Linked DNA regions of Mus musculus: region 1 is linked to region 2. Evidence: chromatin contacts called from public HiChIP or PLAC-seq data. All regions are on one chromosome and are shown on one strand. Each heading gives the region's core, a stretch centred on a gene start, on an enhancer-like site or on the middle of the called end of the contact. The rest is flanking DNA. Distances are from core to core; before and after follow the strand shown. Region 1 holds the start of Krr1 (KRR1, small subunit (SSU) processome component, homolog (yeast)). Region 2 has its middle 18 kb from the start of Nap1l1.

Region 1 (5,061 bases), core at 2,063-4,562, 520 kb before region 2:
CACCAGCGAGTGTTGTTTAAAATAAACTCTGAAACATGGCTTGGCTAAAACTGGCCAGGTACACGAGTACATGATTACCACCACTGCCTACGAAAGGCATTTGGAGTTGTGGATGGAACAGGTAATCCTAGATGGCTTGAGGAACCTCTAAACTATTAAGAGGACAGGTATTTCTCAAAATACTTTAATTATGCACAAAATTAAAAATGAATGAACTCTAAGAATAAAGGTGACCTAGATTCTTTTAAATACTAAAGGAACCAAATTAAGCAGCTATGTTGGCATTTCTAAAACCAAAATCCACCAGCACACACAAAGCTCTGAAAGGAACTGTTTAAAGCAGGCGTACATGCTCATTCAAGGCCTTCTGCACCAGCGGCCAGCACTCCTTCAGGTAAGCCTCGCGGTATTTCGGGAACAAGGTTGCGAAGCTGCTCTCCTCCAAGAGTCCTCTGGGATTGTCCTCTTTGGAAAAAGCTGGTTCCTTCCAACCATCAGGGACAGTGAGGAGCTCCGCCTCATCTACAGAGGAAAGAATTCACACATCACATGGAATGGTCCTTCACACACGTGCGCACTCTATGCACATCTTCAGAAGATCACCAATGCATTGTTTCATATCCGCATCCCTGGTTGTTACATTATTCAGCATCATGACCACGGCCCCATCATCATCATGATGCTGTAATAGGATCATCTGAATACATTGCAGTTGCCTCATCACAAGGATGCTTTCCCTGTACCCACTCTAACTGGGATGCACCGGTAGACAGCAATTACTAAGACACTTTCACTGCACAATAAAGTGGTTCAAACACCTTATCACTTTTATCCCTTATTATTAATAGCCTTTCTGACTTTCTTGGTACAGTCCTACCCCCACCCCCACATGTCTGTGTGTGTAAAAAATTCCTAAAAATGGATTCTGGTGTACAATGTCAATTAACAGCCACTGTAATACAATTTTAGGATTTCCAAAGAGCTTTATACACACCTTTCATCAATAAAAGAAAGCCACTATTACTATTTCTACTTTATAGAAGATATTCAAACCAAAAGGAGTGACAGGCCAGAAGGACAAATGCTGAAATGGCCTAAAATCCTGACAACTATGAGATCACCTCTGGAGAGCCTGCTTCACTTCTCAAAACTCCCTGTCCCAGAACTTTAGAAACCCCTCAAATCCAATAGCTACACGTTAACTCTACCCGAAGAGAACCATCCTTGATCTTGCAGCGTCAGCACACCTGTGGGAGTTTGTGGGCAAGGCCATCTGGGGCTCCATCTCAGGCAGAGTGAATCTGCATCTCTGGGGTGAGGCCCAGAGATCTGTGCTTAAACGTCATCCTGTCCTTAAACCACCGAGGTCTGAAAGGCAGGCCCTTGGCCCACGTTATTAGCCACAGGTAAGAAAATGTACTTTCTACTTCCACTCACTCTGCCACTTCTGGTTCAAACTCCTGACAATGGGTCCTCATAAACCACTCATTCTCCAATACCTTCTTTTTAAAAACTGCAAACTAAAATCCTATAAAAACTGGGAACATGGGCGGTTGTGGCACACGCCTCTAATCCCAGCACTTGGGAGGCAGAGGCAGGTGGATTTCTGAGTTCGAGGCCAGCCTGGTCTACAAAGTGAGTTCCAGGACAGCCAGGGCTACACAGAGAAACCCTGTCTCGAAAAACAAAAAAAAAAAAAAAACAAAAACAAAAACAAAACAAAACAAAACAAAACAAAAAGCAAGCAAGCAAACTCAGGCCCAGGGTTAAACCTTCCTAAGACAGAATGTGTGAACCCTAGTAGAGGAAAGGGAAGGGAACTAAGGCCACTTAGGACCAAGAATATCACTTGCTTATTAGGTTAGGGTGAAAGTCTAGCTATATAAGTACATCCAGGACCTCAAAATCAAAACACAACAACAACAAAAAAAATCACTGTAAATTTAGATCGATGAGCAATCTCAACTATTAGAGTTGTGCTGGCCCAGTTTCCCCTCCATGGTTGACTATACCCTCACGCTTTGAACGTAAACAAACCTTTCCTAAAACAGAAAAAAACCTGGCACAGCTCCTTCCGGTAGCATTAGCATAACTTGAAGATACCCTGCAATTGAGTTTCCAATCCTAAATTCCTACAGAGACCCTGAGGCATTACCAGAAGACATGCACAAAGGTGCTTACAAGAGCAAGCTGAAGGCAGAGCTCAAATGTCCGCCAACGACGGAATTTAAATATTACACAGCATCGTAAAGAATCAGAAGCTAAAGACACAGACAACATACATAGAGTACACAGCTCCATTCATTCTCCTATGATTCAAAAGGAGACAAAAATCGAAGCGTTTTGTTAAAAATCATAATAGCTGTAGATAGGTGACAGAAAGCTCGAACGAATTACTCCGGGTACCAGAAAGGAAGCTATATAGCATCTGTGATTGGCACATGGATAACTTGAGGAAGATGGTCTACTCATCCTGTCAATTCCTCAAGCGTTGGTTTGAAGCTTTTACCGGTGTCTATAGTCCCTGCCGTATTTTACGTACTTAGTTTTTAAAAGAAAAAAATTTTTCTTTTTAAATTGAAGGTAGGTAAAAACCAAACTCTCATCAAAACGGAAAGAAGCAATCAAACTAGAGCAGCCAAAAATCAAACTAGGGGTTAGAGCTAAAGACTGAGAGCTGTGTCATTTAGCAACTTAATAATCAGATAAAAGTTCTGACAAAACTTCCCATTGAGCTCCGTCCCCACCTTTCCCCGTCCGCCTCCCTCATCACCATCGGCGCTCGCAGGACACGAAGATTCTCCCACCTGATCCTGATCCGCATCCTCTCAACCTCCCCTCCCCAAAGCTCAAGGCAGAACTGCCGCGCCTTCCACAATCTCTGAGTCCTCACACTTTTACCGGGGACAGAAGGCGCATCGGGTACACTTGCCAGGGACGGTCGCTGGCAAAAACACTGCGTTAGCTGCACGTGGCCGGCGCAGCCATCAACACCCGCAACCCTCGGCTACCCCGGCTACCGCAGGCACTGCACAGCCTAAAAGAGGCTCAACCCAAGTGCGCGGCCAAAGAAAGAGACAAAGATGCTTCGAGATCCGCCAGCTCCGGGCTTCGGGTCTCGCACTGCCTCACCTTGGGTCTCACGCTTCTGTTTCTGCGGCTGAGAGTCACGTTTTTGAGCTTCTTTGGCAGGCGCCTCCGCAGAAGTTGCCATCGCAAAACTGCTTCCGGCGGCCCCGGAAGTGGAACTGTTCTTTAAGATCCCGCCGGCTACAATGTGTAAAAGGCAAAACGAGTTCCGGATAATCCCTATGAGACCTGCGTGGTCTCTGCTCTGACGAACAGGAAGCCGATGGGGCGGGGACGGGGGGGAGCGTGACACTTCCTTCCCAGGATGCATTGCAACCTCGGTGTTGCACGCTGGGAATGGTAGTTTTCTTGTATCAAGCTCTAAATTGTAGCTACTTGTATAGCCCTGTGGGAACTTCTTTTTTGAGAGGGGAAGGGAAGGAAAGGGAGAGAAAGGGAGCGAAGGAGAGGAGAGAGAAGAGAGGTGGGTGAGGGTGAGGGAGAGAAGGGAGGGGAAATTATTAAAATTCTTATTTGAGGGGGATTAGAAATCTAATGAAAATGGCGAATTGTATCAAAAATCTACCCAAACTTTGCTACCACTCTTTAGCCCATTTGAAAACCTACCATGAGTTTTGCATTTTAAATCTCTCAACTTCCAGATTGGTTTTAAAAGACTTTTCTGTTCTATTTTTATTTATTTGTTTGCTTGCTTGTTTTGTTTATTTTGGGTTTATGAATCGAGGCCACTGTGTATCCTTCACTAGCCTGGAACATGCTATGTAGACCTGGCTGGCCTCAACGTCATAGTGATCTTCCTGCTTATGACTCCAGAATCTGGGATTAAAGGTGTGTACCACCACACCGGTCTTCAGCATTCAAATGTTTGGGGTTTTTTGGTGGGGGCTGGAGGGAGCTATTACCAAAACTTTATTGTTTATTATTCTTACATCATAGCTTTAAAAGGCTTAGAATATAGTCAGTAAAAACAGCAAAAAAATATTAGCACAAAAATATATTCACTAAATTAGATGCTAAGATGTGAAGAGATGTAACCAGGGTCTGAAAACACACTAGGACCTCTCCTTCTGGACCATGCTCTCCCCAACCTCCAGGAAATATTTAATAAGCACATGGGTCAATAAGCCAGATAAAGGAAAGAGGAGTACCCGCATATGCCTAGTAAAACTGAGAACAATACTTCAGGTGCTTAGATCGGTGGTTTTCAACCTGTGGATTGTGACTCCTTAGAGGGTCAAACTACCTTTCACAGGGGTCGTCTAAGACCATCAGAACGCACATGTATATAGACATTATAATTCATAACAGTAGCAAAGTTGGACGTAATAACGAAATGATTTTGTGGTTCAGGGATCACAGAAACATGCAGAACTATACTGAAGAGTTGCAGCATTAGGAAGGTTGGTAACCACTGGATTCGACTATGTTTTGAACAAATTTTAAGGGAAATTCTCTGTATGCAAACTGATGCCTCATAATGGTGCACCCATTCCAGTCTCTTTGAGAATCAAATGTAGTTAGTATTATGTTTGAATGGTTATGAGCTTCGAGCTTCTTTCAAAGAGTGCTTTTCACACATGGGTGTGTGGGTCTGGGTTCCTTTCACTGGAAAGAGGCTGTTGGCCTCACTTCAACTTCTTCCAAGCCCTTGTTATTTTTTTTAAGTTGACAGCATAATAGTATTTCAATAAATACTAAAAAGTCTTCTAAAATCAAGATGAGAAGATGGGAAATTCAACACAACTATCAGGTTGGGGGGCACCCACATGTTCTGAATAAATTTCATCTAGATTTTAATGAGTCTGTTACTCATTGATCATAAAGTATTTAAATCAATAATTTAAAAGGGAAGAGGCTATGGGACTTTATTGTAATTTGTTGTGCTGTGTTCGGTTGATATCCCTGGGAGGCTTTTCATTTGTTTGTTTTAAGAGAAACAGAGGAGGAGTGGATCTGGGGAAGAAGAGAGAG
Region 2 (4,723 bases), core at 1,548-4,047:
GCTATGAGGTGGGTGTGTGGGCTGACAGCACCCCAAAGTAGTCTATGACTTAGTTCGTGCCCATGGCCAGCAGGTCCCCTGGATATGGGGACTGAATCCAGTTCTGCTGAAGCAGCAGGTGCTCTTAGCCACCGCGTCATCTCTCCAGCCTCTATAATATCTCGGTGTAGCTTTCCTGTGTTTGAAATGGAATTACCGTGGTCAAAGACCTGAAACTAATTCTAACTTTATTAATTGTACTTAATATAAATTTGGATGTTATGATTGGAGGACACACAACAGGCAGTAAAAAATAGGCCCTAAATGAGCCAATCAATTAATTGCATCTGAATTTAAAACTCTCAAGGCATTAGGATTTTTGTTCCTATTGCAAATTCTAAACATGAAATAAAATTGTTTCACTATTTATTCTGAGCCGAACATTGGCTCAGCCTAGAAAATATCTACATGTCATTTGTTCTTGTCGGTCCTTGAAGATCGGTGTTTCGATATCTTTCTCTGTACTCTACAACATTCAGGAACATTTTAAAACTGCAGATGGGAATTAAGTCCATGTTATAGAATCACTTCATTTAATGAGCAGAATCAGTGTTCCCATGCCTTAAGAAACCAGAAGGACAACATTCCTCTATGCTGTTGGTGGTCCTCTGGGTTTTTATAGCAAAGTTATCTTAAGAAGTAACAGATGTAGAGGCTGGAGAGATGACGCAGTGGCTAAGAGCACTTGCTGCTTCGGCAGAACTGGATTCAGTCCGCATATCCAGGGGACCTGCTGGCCATGGGCACATATTAAGTCATAGACTACTTTGGGGTGCTGTCAGCCCACACACCCACCTCATAGCACACATCACCCTGCTCATGTGTTGTACATCATAGAAGCCCATGAGAAATATGTCTTTGCCACAGACGATTATGGCATATTTGACAAATGTTTTGAGATCTGTGAAGCATGTAGTGGGGTTAAAAAATTACGAAGAGATGTTAAAAGTTGAGACACTCAAGCCATTACATTAGAGATGGGGCTGTGCTATCCAGAAGGCCTATCAGAAGCAACGGTGAGTGGTCTTGCCTTACAGAAAGAGGTGCCCAGGAAGGAGTTTATAAGTCCTGAGGCCCTACACGTCCAGCATCATTCCTGCGTTCTGCTTCATCACACTTGTACCTCGGCAGGACCACCTCGGTTGCTTCTTTAAAGCCAGAAGGTTAAGCACATAGGCTCAGCATCCTCATAATTAATTTTGCCACTGTTAGGAATCATAATGTAAATATCTGGTATGCAGGATATCTGATATGCGACCTAAAGAGGTCTTGACCCACAGTGGAGAACCACTGCTCTAGAGAATCTCAGAAGTTATCAAGTTTAATTCACACCGGTTTACAAGGAAGGAGTAAAACCATCACGTTTCAGAGCTACGGGAAGCCAAGGTTCAGACAGAGTAAAATGCCCAGCTCAAAGCCTGCAACGGGTACAACAGAAGTTGAAGCCCATATCTTCCTGACAGTGGCTTAAGCAATCAAATGCCAAAATACACATTGAATCACTTGATTGCTATAGCATATGCAGACACTATATGACCTTCAGAGACATCCTCGTGGGAAAGTGCCACTTACACTTTTAGGGAAAGTCCATAAAGTAATTCGTTTGGATAGTATTTGGTTCTATAAAACCACAGTTGTGGTCAGTTCTACTATTGCCTCGTGGGGTTGAGCACGAGGAAAACCGCCTCTTCTAGTGCGTACTGTTAGTAGGTAGAACAGACGTCGGCAACCTGTAGGGCTTGCCTTGATCAGTAGCTGCCAAGAAATAGCCAAATTTACTGCTTGGCTATTCCAACAAACTTATCTCAGGTGCCTGGTGATACCATTTGTTTGTTCAATGGTGTGATTATTTTATTATAAGGCTGAATGTTGGACACGGCAGAGTTCCTGAGCTGATTCAGAGGGAGGCGTGGAAGAGAATTACACTGTTGACAAGAGTCCTACAGGGTAAATCAGCGGTGTTATCTTGCTGGGTGATAGTCCTGGCTTAATGTGCAAATTGTAGATTTATCCAGCACTGATAGTTCATTGCATATAATGTTATATAAGTACATGAGAAAACAGTGTAAAAATAAATAAGAGGTATAAGTATCTCCTATATTTATCATGGGATACCTAATAATCTGACTGGATTTTCTTCTAGCAGAATTCTAATTTTTAAGAGTTCTCATGGAAACATACAAATCAGTTTTAGTATAATGATAATGGAAATAATGTCTTTTTTTTTTCTGGCGTCTGTATAATTCAGAGACGACAAAGATGAATAGGTTCTAGGCTTTCTGTTCAGAAGATTAACAAGTAAAAAATCATGCCTTTGTGAGATGGTTAGTTCTTACACTGGGAAGTTGCACGAGGAGACAACCAAGAAAAACTAACACTTCCTGTGTCTGAAGGCTCTCGGCCATTGTCCTGGACAGAGGAATGAAAACCATTAGGGTAGTCCTAGCCTTCAAATCAGAATTGGCAGAAATCAGTCTGAAGACTTCATATTCAATGTTGAATTTTCCTCCAGTGACATAAACGGAGGTTGATTTTCCTATGGGTCAGCCAGAAATCAGCAGACACAGGCATTGGCAACTCAGAGCAAGAATCTGGACCACACGGGAGACCTGTCTCCCTCAAGTTCAGATGCAGGCAATTTGAGCTTTAATTTCTTATCCTAATGGCTTTTTTCTTGGGGGGTGAGACTTCTAGAAGATAATGAGGTAAGGTCACAGAGCAGCAGCATTAGTGGCTTTAAAAGAGGAAGAAGATGGAGGTTGGGAAATACTTTCTTCTAGATATGACAGGGCTGTGGCATCCCAGGACTCTCAAAAGCTTATTGAATACTTATCTAAGACATGTAATCGGACCTGCTGGCAATATTTCCTTGTGGGGGAGGGGAAAAGGGGAGACGACCTCATAAAGCATCTCCCCTCCTGAAGATGTATAAGTAGTTAAAGGCTGCTATAAAGCAGGGGGCCATCCTTCTCCAATATCACCACGTGATCCATCATCCTATCACAACGCAGCAAGAAGACTCATCCCAGGTCTGAGCAAACGCTGGATCCGTCTTCTTGGACATCCTAGGCTCCACATGTATAAGTGAAATAAATGTCTTTTCTTTATACACTACTTGGTCTTAGGGACTCTGTTAGAGCAACAGAAAACAGACGAAGCCTTTACTGCCCCTCCTTATGATCTGTAGCATATCAGAGGAGCTGTGTGCCAATGTATCTGCACCGGTCTTTATCCCCGGTGTTCCTCTTGTGTTCAGAAGTGAAGAAGGAGTTGACGCAAGAATCAAAGCAGCTTTGAAGTATGGCCTCCAGCAACCTAAGGTAGAATGGACCAACCCTTCTGCTCAGTTACCAGGAGCCTCCCTCCCATGCCTGCCCTTCACTGTTAGATCTGTCAGCCTGAAATGTCAGCAGAACTGCATCTGATTTAGGGGGCATCTCCTTGGAAATAAAAGCTGTATGGAAAGCTCCTTCTTAATGCTGGAGATCAACTCCATCGAGACCACGGCAGTTTGGAAGTGTTGAGGCCAGAAGGAAGAGACTTTAGAAGATGAGTCTCTGGGGATAGGACCCTGGTCAGGGCAGTGCTGGAGCAGAGAGGATGCATGCTCAGAGCAGGGAGTTCTGATCTCTGGCTGAACGCCTCTCTGGTCCTACCTGATAGAATGTAAAAATTCTGGAGAGCATGGAAGTGATTGTCAGCAGTAACACAACACAGAATACAACTCAGGAACACACACACACACACACACACACACTTCAGCACGTAGGGAAGATTGGTCCTATTACAATGGACCCAGTAACTTGAAAAGAAGTGTCTCAAGAGTTGGGAAAGAGCTGACCATGGTGGCACACACCTTCAATCCCAGCACTTGCGAGGCTCAGGAGGATACCAGGATCTGAAGCCAGCCTCATCTACATAGTGAGTTATCAATCAATCAATCAATCAATCATTGATTGATCAATATGAAAATCCTAACTGGTCCCCAGGGCCACCTCAACAGAGGCCCATGAGCCAGGGAAGAAGGATCTTTTGGTTTGGTTTGGGTTGAGTTTCTTTCTTTCTTTCTCTCTTTCTTTCTTTCTTTCTTTCTTTCTTTCTTTCTTTCTTTCTTTCTTTCTTTCTTCCTTCCTTCCTTCCTTCCTTCCTTCCTTCCTTCCTTCCTTCTTTCCTTTCTTTCTTTCTTTCTTTCTTTTAGACCGGGTTTCTCTGTATAGCCCTGGCTGTCCTGGAACTCACTTTGTAGACCAGGCTGGCCTCGAACTCAGAAATCCACCTGCCTCTGCCTCCCGAGTGCTGAGATTAAAGGCGTGTGCCACCATGCCCAGCTTTTTTTTTTTTAAAGGTTTGTTTATTATATGTAAGTACACTGTAGCGGTCTCAGACACTCCAGAAGAGGGTGTCAGATCTTGTTATGGGTGGTTGTGAGCCACCATGTGGTTGCTGGAATTTGAACTCAGGACTTTCAGAAGAGCAGTCAGTGCTCTTAACCGCTGAGCCATCTCACCAGCCCCTGGTTTGGGTTTTGTTTGCTTGTTTGTTTGTTTGCTTGCTTTTATCCTTGCCCTTTAAGCACCGGTGAATCTTAGATGTTAAAAATGTCCCCTGCTCGTGAGACGTGATATTACACTGTTTCCTAGGATCCGCTGTGGCTGCACTTGAGCATTTCCCAGTGAACAGTATG

What was found. HiChIP or PLAC-seq counts read pairs in DNA pulled down with a chosen protein or histone mark.
Region 1: a contact with region 2 is called in an H3K4me3 HiChIP or PLAC-seq map of bone marrow-derived macrophages, with 3 times the contacts expected there. The contact joins the promoter of Krr1 here to the enhancer-like site in region 2. A contact is called at or near these places in 12 of 39 promoter capture datasets (the C10 cell line, the HPC-7 cell line, cranial neural crest and 7 more), 1 of 484 Hi-C or Micro-C datasets (B cells), 4 of 115 datasets of contacts at active chromatin or transcription factors (bone marrow-derived macrophages, embryonic forebrain, embryonic hindbrain and 1 more) and 2 of 9 other capture datasets (adipose tissue and liver).

Annotation. Positions count from the first base shown.
Region 1 is chr10:111,970,946-111,976,006 of GRCm38.p6, reverse strand. Krr1 (KRR1, small subunit (SSU) processome component, homolog (yeast)) reads right to left here and starts at 3,312. Exons shown (of 10, transcript NM_178610.4): 1 at 3,133-3,312; 2 at 350-522. The coding sequence starts at 3,214.
Region 2 is chr10:111,453,190-111,457,912 of GRCm38.p6, reverse strand. No RefSeq gene overlaps it. Among named protein-coding and RNA genes, the nearest start is that of Nap1l1, 18 kb to the left of the region's middle. Within about 2 kb of position 2,797, at least 8 of the 459 cell types and tissues checked have an H3K27ac peak or open chromatin away from gene starts, as enhancers often do. A contact at or near this core is called in bone marrow-derived macrophages, where this site is marked.